Regions from separate parts of the Mus musculus genome. Here all the other regions are linked to region 1. The links are chromatin contacts, called in public HiChIP or PLAC-seq and Micro-C maps. All regions are on one chromosome and are shown on one strand. The core of a region is the stretch at or near the end of the contact, and the rest is flanking DNA. Distances in the headings are between cores, read along the strand shown.

The links. Hi-C and Micro-C count contacts between places; a contact is called where the count stands out from the background. HiChIP or PLAC-seq counts read pairs in DNA pulled down with a chosen protein or histone mark.
Region 2: an H3K27ac HiChIP or PLAC-seq map of acute myeloid leukemia shows a contact between it and region 1, with 2.8 times the contacts expected there. The contact joins the promoter of Zfp62 here to the promoter of Cnot6 in region 1. A contact is called at or near these places in 3 of 39 promoter capture datasets (the 3T3-L1 cell line, cranial neural crest and second pharyngeal arch cranial neural crest), 3 of 484 Hi-C or Micro-C datasets (the N1E-115 cell line, embryonic stem cells and uterus) and 2 of 115 datasets of contacts at active chromatin or transcription factors (acute myeloid leukemia and memory CD8 T cells).
Region 3: a contact with region 1 is called in a Micro-C map of embryonic stem cells, with 4 times the contacts expected there. The contact joins the promoter of Rnf130 here to the promoter of Cnot6 in region 1. A contact is called at or near these places in 3 of 39 promoter capture datasets (cranial neural crest, maxillary cranial neural crest and pre-B cells), 4 of 484 Hi-C or Micro-C datasets (CD4 T cells, CD8 T cells and embryonic stem cells) and 1 of 115 datasets of contacts at active chromatin or transcription factors (embryonic stem cells).

Annotation. Positions count from the first base shown.
Region 1 is chr11:49,711,172-49,714,169 of GRCm38.p6, forward strand. It overlaps Cnot6 (CCR4-NOT transcription complex, subunit 6), which reads right to left and starts at 1,551. Exons shown (of 12, transcript NM_212484.2): 1 at 1,183-1,551. It overlaps Gm36411 (a long non-coding RNA gene), which reads left to right and starts at 2,301. Exons shown (of 4, transcript XR_879826.3): 1 at 2,301-2,998.
Region 2 is chr11:49,201,719-49,204,716 of GRCm38.p6, forward strand. Zfp62 (zinc finger protein 62) reads left to right here and starts at 1,574. Exons shown (of 4, transcript NM_009562.3): 1 at 1,574-1,820.
Region 3 is chr11:50,023,722-50,026,719 of GRCm38.p6, forward strand. It overlaps Rnf130 (ring finger protein 130), which reads left to right and starts at 1,610. Exons shown (of 9, transcript NM_021540.4): 1 at 1,610-1,926. The coding sequence starts at 1,680.

The DNA of each region.
Region 1 (2,998 bases), core at 301-2,800:
CATCCTGATCCAGTCTCTTCATTCTAGGCTTGGTTCCTCAGAGCCAGGTCAGAGAATTTGACTAGACCACTGGCTCCACGTAATTTTAATTCTAAAATGTATTCTTCAAAGCGCCAACTTCAAAAGACTGGCAGCAATTACAAAAAGCAAAATACGCCTTCACAATCTTTTGACCAGCCTACAGAACGGTTGCGGGATGGTGAAAATTTCTAGTGTGGGAAAGACAGTGCTATTACACACCGAATTGTTTTTTCATTTATTCTCCAAAGTTAAAATTCCAAGCAGAGGCAGAGAAGAATTTAGACCTAGTAGTCAATCAGGCAATCTACCTGTAAAACAGGTTTACCTGTACTCAAATTCTAGCAGATTATTTAAACACAGTAACAAGATGGCCTGTGCACAATGTTGTCACTTGCAGAAACAGTTAAAAGTAAAGAATTACAGTTGCTTATGAGCAGTCTCTGAAGACCGTTGTCAGGGTAGAAAGAGTCAAGGCGGGGGGGGGGGGGGGGGGGAAGGGGGGGTCACCAAAGTAAATAACCACTGTCTTTGAAACTAGGTTAAACTAGGGAAATTTTCTTCCAGAAATTAGTACTTGAGTCCTGAGTCCAATAATCTCTTCAGCTGATAATCACTTCTTTGGCCACGTAATCCGCCCCGCCCCTACCAATATCTGCGTTAAACGGACTTTAAAATACTTTAGGAGAAAAAGGGTGAGCATTAAGTCAATCCACGGAGTGCCAAGTTCCACGCCGCACAGTGCACACCCCCCCCCCCCCAGCACAGCCACTTCTCCAAAGTTGCCACCGGTTTGTCCCTAGTCCCGGCACCCCAGCTCCTCTCTTGAGGTGCGTGACCGGCCGGAGGCGGGGGTCCGAGAAGCCAGGGTTCACGCCACCGCCCTCTGTACGCCACCGCACTGCCGTCAATCAACACTCCCACCCCCCACCCCCAACCCAGGCCGAGCCCCGGGACTCCGCGCGGGGGGCGCGGCCAGGGGACCGACGGGATGGCGATCGCTGTGTGTGAAGGAGGGGGACGGACAGACGTCACTCCGAGAACTCCTAAGTTGTGCGCGAGTGCGCGCTCGGGGTCCCCGCCGGGGCGCGACCCCTGGGGGGGGATGGGGGAGCGCAGGCAGCAGAGCCTCGGCGGGACGTCGCTCGGGCCCGTCGCGCTCACCTCTCGAGCTGCGCCGCCTTCCTCCGCCGCTGCCGCCGCCTCCTCCCGATGAGTGCAGCGGGGTCTGCCCTGTGGAACCACCATACCAGTCCCGCCCGCTGCTGCAGCGCCTCCGCCGCCGCTCTTTGTTCCCCCTCCTCGGCCGCCGCTCCTCAGCCGCCCGCCTCGGCCGCCCCGGACCCCACGAGCCGCCGCTACGCTCTGCCGCCCTCTCGGACCCCGGCCTCGCCCTCCTCGCCGCGCCGGCCGCCGCCTTCGCCTCCGCGCCGTCGACGCCGCCGCCACCGACGCCGACGCCTCCTCTTCCGCGCCCCCCTCGTTTTCATTGAAAGCAAACAAGCATCATGGCGGCGGCCGCCGTCCCCCTCCCACCCCAGCCAGCGAACGCCCCGCTCACCGCCGCCTCTCCAACATCCCGGCTTCTCATTGGCTGACGCTGCTGGGCGCGACTATCCCGCGTCGTGCGGGGGTGGACTCTTGGCAGCCCGACGCTTTAGCCCCGTCCGCGTTCCCCCCGGTCTCGGAGCAGTGAGCCGGCCCGGCGCGCTCCTGCCCGCCCTCCCAGCCTCTCTTCCCGCTCTCTCTGCGCCTTTCCTTCTCCGCGCCTTCTGTCTCCTCCTCTCCTAAAGCTGTTTCTCCGCGGTTTAGTTGCTCTTTTTCTTTCTCGTCCACTTTTATCTCCACTTTACCCTTGATTTTTTTTTCCTCCTCTTGATTCATTTTGCTTTTTCCTTGGCCTGTCAATCACTTGGGAGCACAGATTAAATTCTCAGACGTTTAACCCTATCCAGTGTCTTGATCTTCCGAGAAAGAAAACTTACACTCTTCAATAGTCAACTAATTGTTCCTGCCCTAACTATGCAGGAAAAAAATAATTAATAGGCAGGGTTTGTTTGTTTTTTAAATTATGGGGTCCTAATTTAAGTAACGAACTATAGCTGCATTCGAGGGCTAACATAGTCTACTCAGGACATGTGGTTTCAGGTAAACCGGAAAAGGAATGGGCTGATTAATGATACTTACATCAGGAAAAAGTACTTGGCTGGTATTCAGGACACAGGGATTAATCAAGCTCCACCTTGTCGAGTCAGCGTCATGGTGTACGGGCAAGAGTAACGCCCAACAGGCTTCAAATACACTGGCGATATAGACTGACAGGAATTGTGTGAAGGAAAATAGCTACCCCGACCTCCGTGGCAGATCAGCCCAGAACTGAGCGTGAAATGGCTTCCAGGAACTAACAAGAAAAAAAAAAATGCCTCTCAAGGAAGCCCATCTTTCGTTCCAGGATGTGGGACTTGCATGGCTGTTGCCTAAGGCAGAAGAGAACTAGGCGAGCAAAGCAGCGAGGGACAAAAGCCTTTCCAAGAACCAGATGTTCTGTTCAAGGCAGTTTGTGTTTGCCTGGCCCCAGCATTGCCTTGAGATCATCATTGCCTGCTATTTGCCAGGATAGCAGTGTCAGTCTAAGCTTCTAGTGCCATGAGACGCTGGAAAAGTTAAGGCAATGGAGACACCCATCATACACGAGGAAATGACAGGCGCAGACGAGCTACCTGAAGATACTCTTAAGCCCTGACCTACTCAGGCTGTTCAGTGCCTATTTCACACAAAGGGTACAACTAGGCGGAGGGGCCAGGGGTGTAGACATCCTGCTGGCCTGTTCCCTTTCCAGTGCTGTGCCCTGGGAACCTGTGCTCCAGCCTAGAGAAGAGGGTTTCTTTGTGTAATTCATCTTCCCAAGGGCAGCTGCACTTTTTGACAGTGACTGTATGCCTCCAGAGGAGCCTAGTTGTGTAACAAAAACCTTAGCCTC
Region 2 (2,998 bases), core at 324-2,823, 510 kb before region 1:
CTGTCTGTGTCTATGTCTCTCTCTCTCTCTCTCTCTCTCTCTCTGTGTGTGTGTGTGTGTGTGTGTGTGTGTGTGTGTGAATACAAGGCCAAAAAAAAAATTGCCTGAATAACAAAAACCATGGTGGAAAATAAAAACATTGTCCACAATAAACGTTACCTAATCAAGATGATTTATTTAGGCTTTATGATCCTTTGCTATCCTTTACTAAATAAAAGTGTCCCAATCCAGATATAATTATTTTTATACTTAATTATCTAAAAGGAAAAACAAACAAACAAAAATCCAAAATCTTGGAATGTGAGCAGGCCAGCCTAATGTGATAGCCTTTAATTTAGACTATGGACTCTTCTAGAGGCCTCAAAGAAGTGCCCAAAGCTCTTCCCAGAGTTGTGCTATCCAGTAAGTGGGATCCTAGCACTCATGTGGCTATTTCAATGAAATGTAATTAGACACTTGGTCTTCAGTGGCACTGGTCACATTTGAAGCACTTGTAGCTGTGTCTCAGCTACTGTTTGGGTTGTAGAAGAATCCCCCAACAACCCCTAACTTGTCCATGTTCTTCTCCATAACTTGCTGCTTGCTGGCCTGACAAGGACCTAGGACCCTGCTCCATCTTGGGCTTCACTGTTTTCCTACTCTGCTGGACATTACCGCAGACTTTCCACTTGCCCTGACCACCTTAGAGATGCATAGACCTTAGTGCCCAAATGCAGTCGAGATACTACTACACTCAAATTGCCATTCCTTCTACATTTCCAAGTCATTAAGGTGAGTTAGGGCTTGCCTACAAAGATATAAAAAACAGGAGTAGACTGGTGCAGATTACAGGCTTTAAACTGGAGTTTTGTAGTTACGGGTGGGGGAGGGTGAGGGGGATTTTGTTAGAGGCAGAACGGGGAAGGTAGCTGTGATAGGTTATTTCTCTGCCACCACGGAAAGGAGCCAATTCAAGTTAGATTAGATTAAAGGCAGGTTTACGGAGAAGCTGCTCTCCTGTGGGCGAGTTCACTAGCTCCGAGGACTGAGGCCAGGAAAGTCCCCATGGGGGGGGGGGGGGTGCACTCAGATAAAGGAAGAGAAAAAGAGCAAGCAAGAGTGACCAAAACTTCTAGATTATATAGGGAGGAACCTCTGGGGGAAAGGGCAGCTCAGCCCCTGGGCTGGGAAGTTGAGATCAGGGTATGCCTGGTTGGGACAGATGCTGTTCCCAACATGGAGCCAGGTCTGCTTTGGTAAGTAAATATTCACCTCTGTCGCTTGTCCTCATTGGAAAACAAACACGAAGCTGCTGGTATCCGGGAGAGAGACAGTTACTTTTCTTCTGCAGTCTCCGAATAGCAGGCTTCCTGGAAATTTGAGCTTTGTTGAGGGTCTTGGCTTTGGGAGAGGAGGGTCTTTTAGAAATAAGGGGTATGGGACCCCCATATTCCGCTTTCTCCCAGGAGCCCAGCCCTCCCTCCTAAGACTCTCCCCAGCCTCGCTTGTTAACTATGAGCTCAGCTTCACAAGCAGGAAGTGAAGTATCTATTTTACCACACCACTTGATTATACCCGCCCCCAATGCACCCCGGAATTGCAATAAAAGTCCAAGACAACTAGAACCCCCTTCCTCTCCGGGCAGACCAGCCGGGATTAGGAGGCCAGCAGAGCACCCACAAACTGCGGGTCACGTGCGCGATCAGAGCCCGACCATCGAGTCAGTCCTCCAGCTTCCCAGAGCGGCCTCGGAAGTGCCCCTGCGGCTCGGGTCTTTCCGGCCAGGCAGTCCGCGCTTTTGTCCCGCCGGCGGCCGGGCTCCCGCGGTGCCGCCACAGCCAGTACGTGAGTCCCGGGCTGCCGACGCTCCCGCCTCTCCCCGGCCCGCCACGCCCTTCCCTTCTCTGCCCTCCGGTCCCGGGCGGGTCCTAGTGGGGGAGGGAGAGCGTGACTTTCCACACGCCCTGGGGAGCGTCCTCTAGGAGTGAAGGGGAAGGAAGAGCCCTGGTTCGGGCCCGGCGCGCGGGCAGGCTGCCATCGGAGCAGGCCCTGGGCCGAGGAAGGGCCAGAGTCCGCCCCGGTGTTCCTTGACTGTCATGGCCGTTTCGGGCTTAGAAAGAGGAGAATCCCGATTATTAGCGCCTAAAAATTTGCCCTGATTGCGGTTAAGTTTGTTTCTGAGACTTGGAGATGACCTGATTCGGTCACCTCTTCCCGTCATTTTGGTGGGGGAGAGGTGTTGAGAGACACTTGCGGCTCTGGAAGCAGACCGTTCTCCACTTCCTGGCCCTCTCCTAGGAGAAACTCATCTGTAGAGCAGTGGGTGCAACCGGAGGCCGCCATCTGCCCTACCCCACCCCCACCCCACCGCAAACTGAGAAAGTGTTGGCCTAGGGAAAAGCCAGCGAAGGCACTTGAACCCAAGTGATCGCTTGGGGAAGTCCTGGGGCAGCGGTGTGAAAGAAAGAAAGGTCAGGTGGAGAGAGCCGCGGCTAGTGTGTTATCTTAAGATGGTTAGTCTAGATGGCCAAGACCGTTTGTGTACGCCTGAAGCTTTTGTCTGTCTGGGGTGTGTGTGTGTGTGTGTGTGTGTGTGTGCGCTTTTGTCTGGGGTGTGTGTGTGTGTGTGTGTGTGTGTGTGTGTTTGAATACGTAATGCTCACGTGTCCAAGGCATTAAAATACAAAGATTTTTAAAAAACAAAAATTTAATGCAAAATATGAAAACAAGATTTTCTTTTACTGTTCTCAAAGGTTGTTCTGGGCCCTACCTTAAAAGGTAAACACTTTTGTTAAGATGTTGAGTAGACTTTAAGGACTTCTTCATTTAAATACTAGCAAATATATAAGTCGTTCCTCTTTTATTCAGACAGGTGGTAGCATAATAAGTCCTGCTTCTCTGTTTCTTTTACTGAATCTGTTTTACAGAACTCATACGGAAACGGGTGGGTTGTTTGTTTTACAAACATGTAGCAGATTGGCCATTTTAAAGGATGCTTTAGATAAATCTCTAGACTGCA
Region 3 (2,998 bases), core at 360-2,859, 310 kb after region 1:
ATACACCTAGAGGTAGCAAGCAGATCAAATCCTGACAGACAAAAGCTCTTAATAGAATCTGGGACCTGCAAAGGTGGTAGCTGAGATCTTAGTGGAGCTTGGCAAGAAGGGAATTTGACATGGGACAAACAGGTGATCTAGGCATTCTTATGAACTGAGAAATGGGAAGAGAGACAGGCAAAGAGGTTTAAGAGACAAAGAAAGTGGTAGAGATAGAGAAATGGCCCTGTCAAGGTGGGCATGAGGGTAGCTCACTGACAGGCATCTGAGGGCTCTATTCAGACTTCAGCCCACATCCTCCAGGAAGCCCCCCACACCCAAGTACCCTAAACACTACATTCTCATTTCCCATATACTGTTACACCAGTAGTTCTCAACCTTCCTAATGCTGTGACCCTTTAATACAGTTCTTTATGTTGTAGTGACCCCAACCATAAAATTATTTTCGTTGTTTACTCCTTCCTCTACCCTGGTTTTGTATCAGGTGTGTGTGGACTTCTATCACTTCTCGTCAGGGGCATCAGCACCCCACACACTAAAAACCCTTGCTAATACCATACACATTTTTAGCAAAGGGAAGATTAGACCAACAAATGGGAGGGGAAAGGAGATTCATATTAGAGATAGTCTGATGCAGGCTCCAAACATAGCCTGTGACTCTTTGGCAGGCACCTCCGGGGTCTCATCCTGAGAATAGGTACTGGGGTCCATTTCACCCAGTGAGGAGAGGCCCAATTACTGAAGAAACAGAGCAGAGTCCTTGTTAAATGCCGTGGTACTATGCCATTTTACAAAAAGGAAGTGAAGGCCTGTGGCTCTGGGTATTCTGGGGGCGGGGAGGGGGGAGTGGGGGAAGAGGACCATACCAACCTGATGAAGTTAACATCCGTCTCTAACAGACCTTGCTAACCACTCAGATGCCTTATTGGGTCCAAGTCTACTGGGCCCCAAACGCAAAGGCACTCTCCCGACTGATGTCAATTATTGTACAGCATGCAACCAACCCAGTGGAAATGTTAGCTCTCACAGACATTTAATTTAAAACCTTAACGATTAGCTTAGTTTCTTTTAGTGGTATCTCCAACATCTCTATAGGTTCTTGGAAAGCTTCACAGATCCAGGTCATAGCGGGGTATGAAGCCCGGGGCAGTTCACTGAACCCAGTGCCAGCAAGCAGGTGACTGGACCGCCCCTGGCCCTCGTGCGGGAGGGCGGGAGCAGGCAGCGCCTATTGCGCACGCGCAGCGGACGGGTTTGCGCATCGGGCTTGCGCGTTGCCGCTCTGCTGGAGGGAATGGGGCGGCGGCGGGCACGCGCCTGAGGCGGCGTTGCTGACCCTCCCCGAGCAGTGGGGACCACTCCTTCCCACCACTCCGAGTCCTCTCAGGGGCCCTGTCCGCAGGCCTAGTCCCTGGGCATTCCAGGTGCCCTGACAGCACACGGCCTGACGCGCCGTCCTTCCCCTGAGAGATCCACGGGCGCGCACTCGCGCGCGGGCCGCGGACGTGAGGGCGGCGAACGGCGGAGCCGCGGCGCCGAGGAGGGCCGTGCTCGTGCCCGGCTCGTTTCGAGGCGCGCGCGCGCTCCCGCCGCAGCCCGGGCCGCGCCCGCCCCGCCTCTCAGCACCGGCCCCGGAGCCCGGTCCGCGAGCGGCGGCGGCGGCGGCGGCCGGAGGGACCATGAGCGGCGCGGCGCGAGCGGGCCCGGCCCGGCTCGCGGCGCTGGCCCTGCTGACTTGCAGCCTGTGGCCGACGCGAGCGGACAACGCGAGCCAGGAGTACTACACGGCGCTCATCAACGTGACGGTGCAGGAGCCCGGCCGCGGCACCCCGCTCACGTTCCGCATCGACCGCGGGCGCTACGGGCTCGACTCACCCAAGGCCGAGGTCCGCGGCCAGGTGCTGGCACCGCTGCCCATCCACGGAGGTGAGGCCGGAGCCGAAGCCCGAAGCCGGGCGGGGGTCGCGGGGGCGGCGTGGCCGGGGGTCTGCGCGCCGTTCGGCCGCCGGCCCAGGGGGCTCGAGGTCCTCGCGCTGTGGAGCCTGGCCTGCTCCCCGCTGAGGAAAGAGGCTCCAGAAACCCTGCTGCATTTCACCCTAAAACTAAAAGAGAGCGAGACTTAGAACGTCCTCCTCTTTTTCATTTAGTTAGCTTGTTTACTGGAGGGCACTGGAATGCGAGTTTTCAGGGACAGTTGAGACAAAGGAGGTGGTGCAGGGGCGCAGAACTAGTTCATGGTGGACGAGATGCTTAACCTGTTTTTTGGAATCGGTAGGTTTGTTCCTGAAATCCCACGGATTTAACACTGCAGTGAATCTCTAGGGATCAGAGCCCCCCCCCCCATCTACTCCCCCTCCCCCTCCCTCTCCCCCCAGTAGTGGCTAAGGGGAGAGGGTCCCTGTTGCTTTTGGTTTTCTCTGGCCCCGATAGTTGTGCTGTCATGAAACGCTAGAGATTTTCACATTATAAAGAATGTGAGAGTAGCTGAACTAGTAGCCAAGTCTTTGGTCACGGGTGCCCATCCAGAAGGAAAAAAGGTAAAATGATCAGGAATCGTCTTTGAAGCCATTTGATTTAGCCTTGGCGTTCCCTTTGTGTATGCTGGCTGTGAATTCTTAATGATTTGGTGTAAACTGGTATTTGTTAATTACTGGCCGTGTTTTAAAGGACATTTCTCCGTGGAGTGTGACATTTGGGGACTTTGGCAGGCTGGACTTCGGGGAGATGTCTCCCATCTTCTATATCCTCCCGTTCTCACCTTACAATGTTGAGAGGATTAAAAACCAAAATTGCTATTCGTGTTCAGATGACCTAATCTAGGCAATAGTGTTTGCTTTTATAGTCTAAAATATTAAAATATGCTCTCTGAGCTCGGTATTTGTATAACATATATTAAGCAGTTGTTGTTGAGGCATACTGGCTTGGGGCATAAGGTTTTACTGTTGTCTTTCTTCAACTTAGACTGGGCTCTTAAACGGTCATTTTTACACCAGTGTAT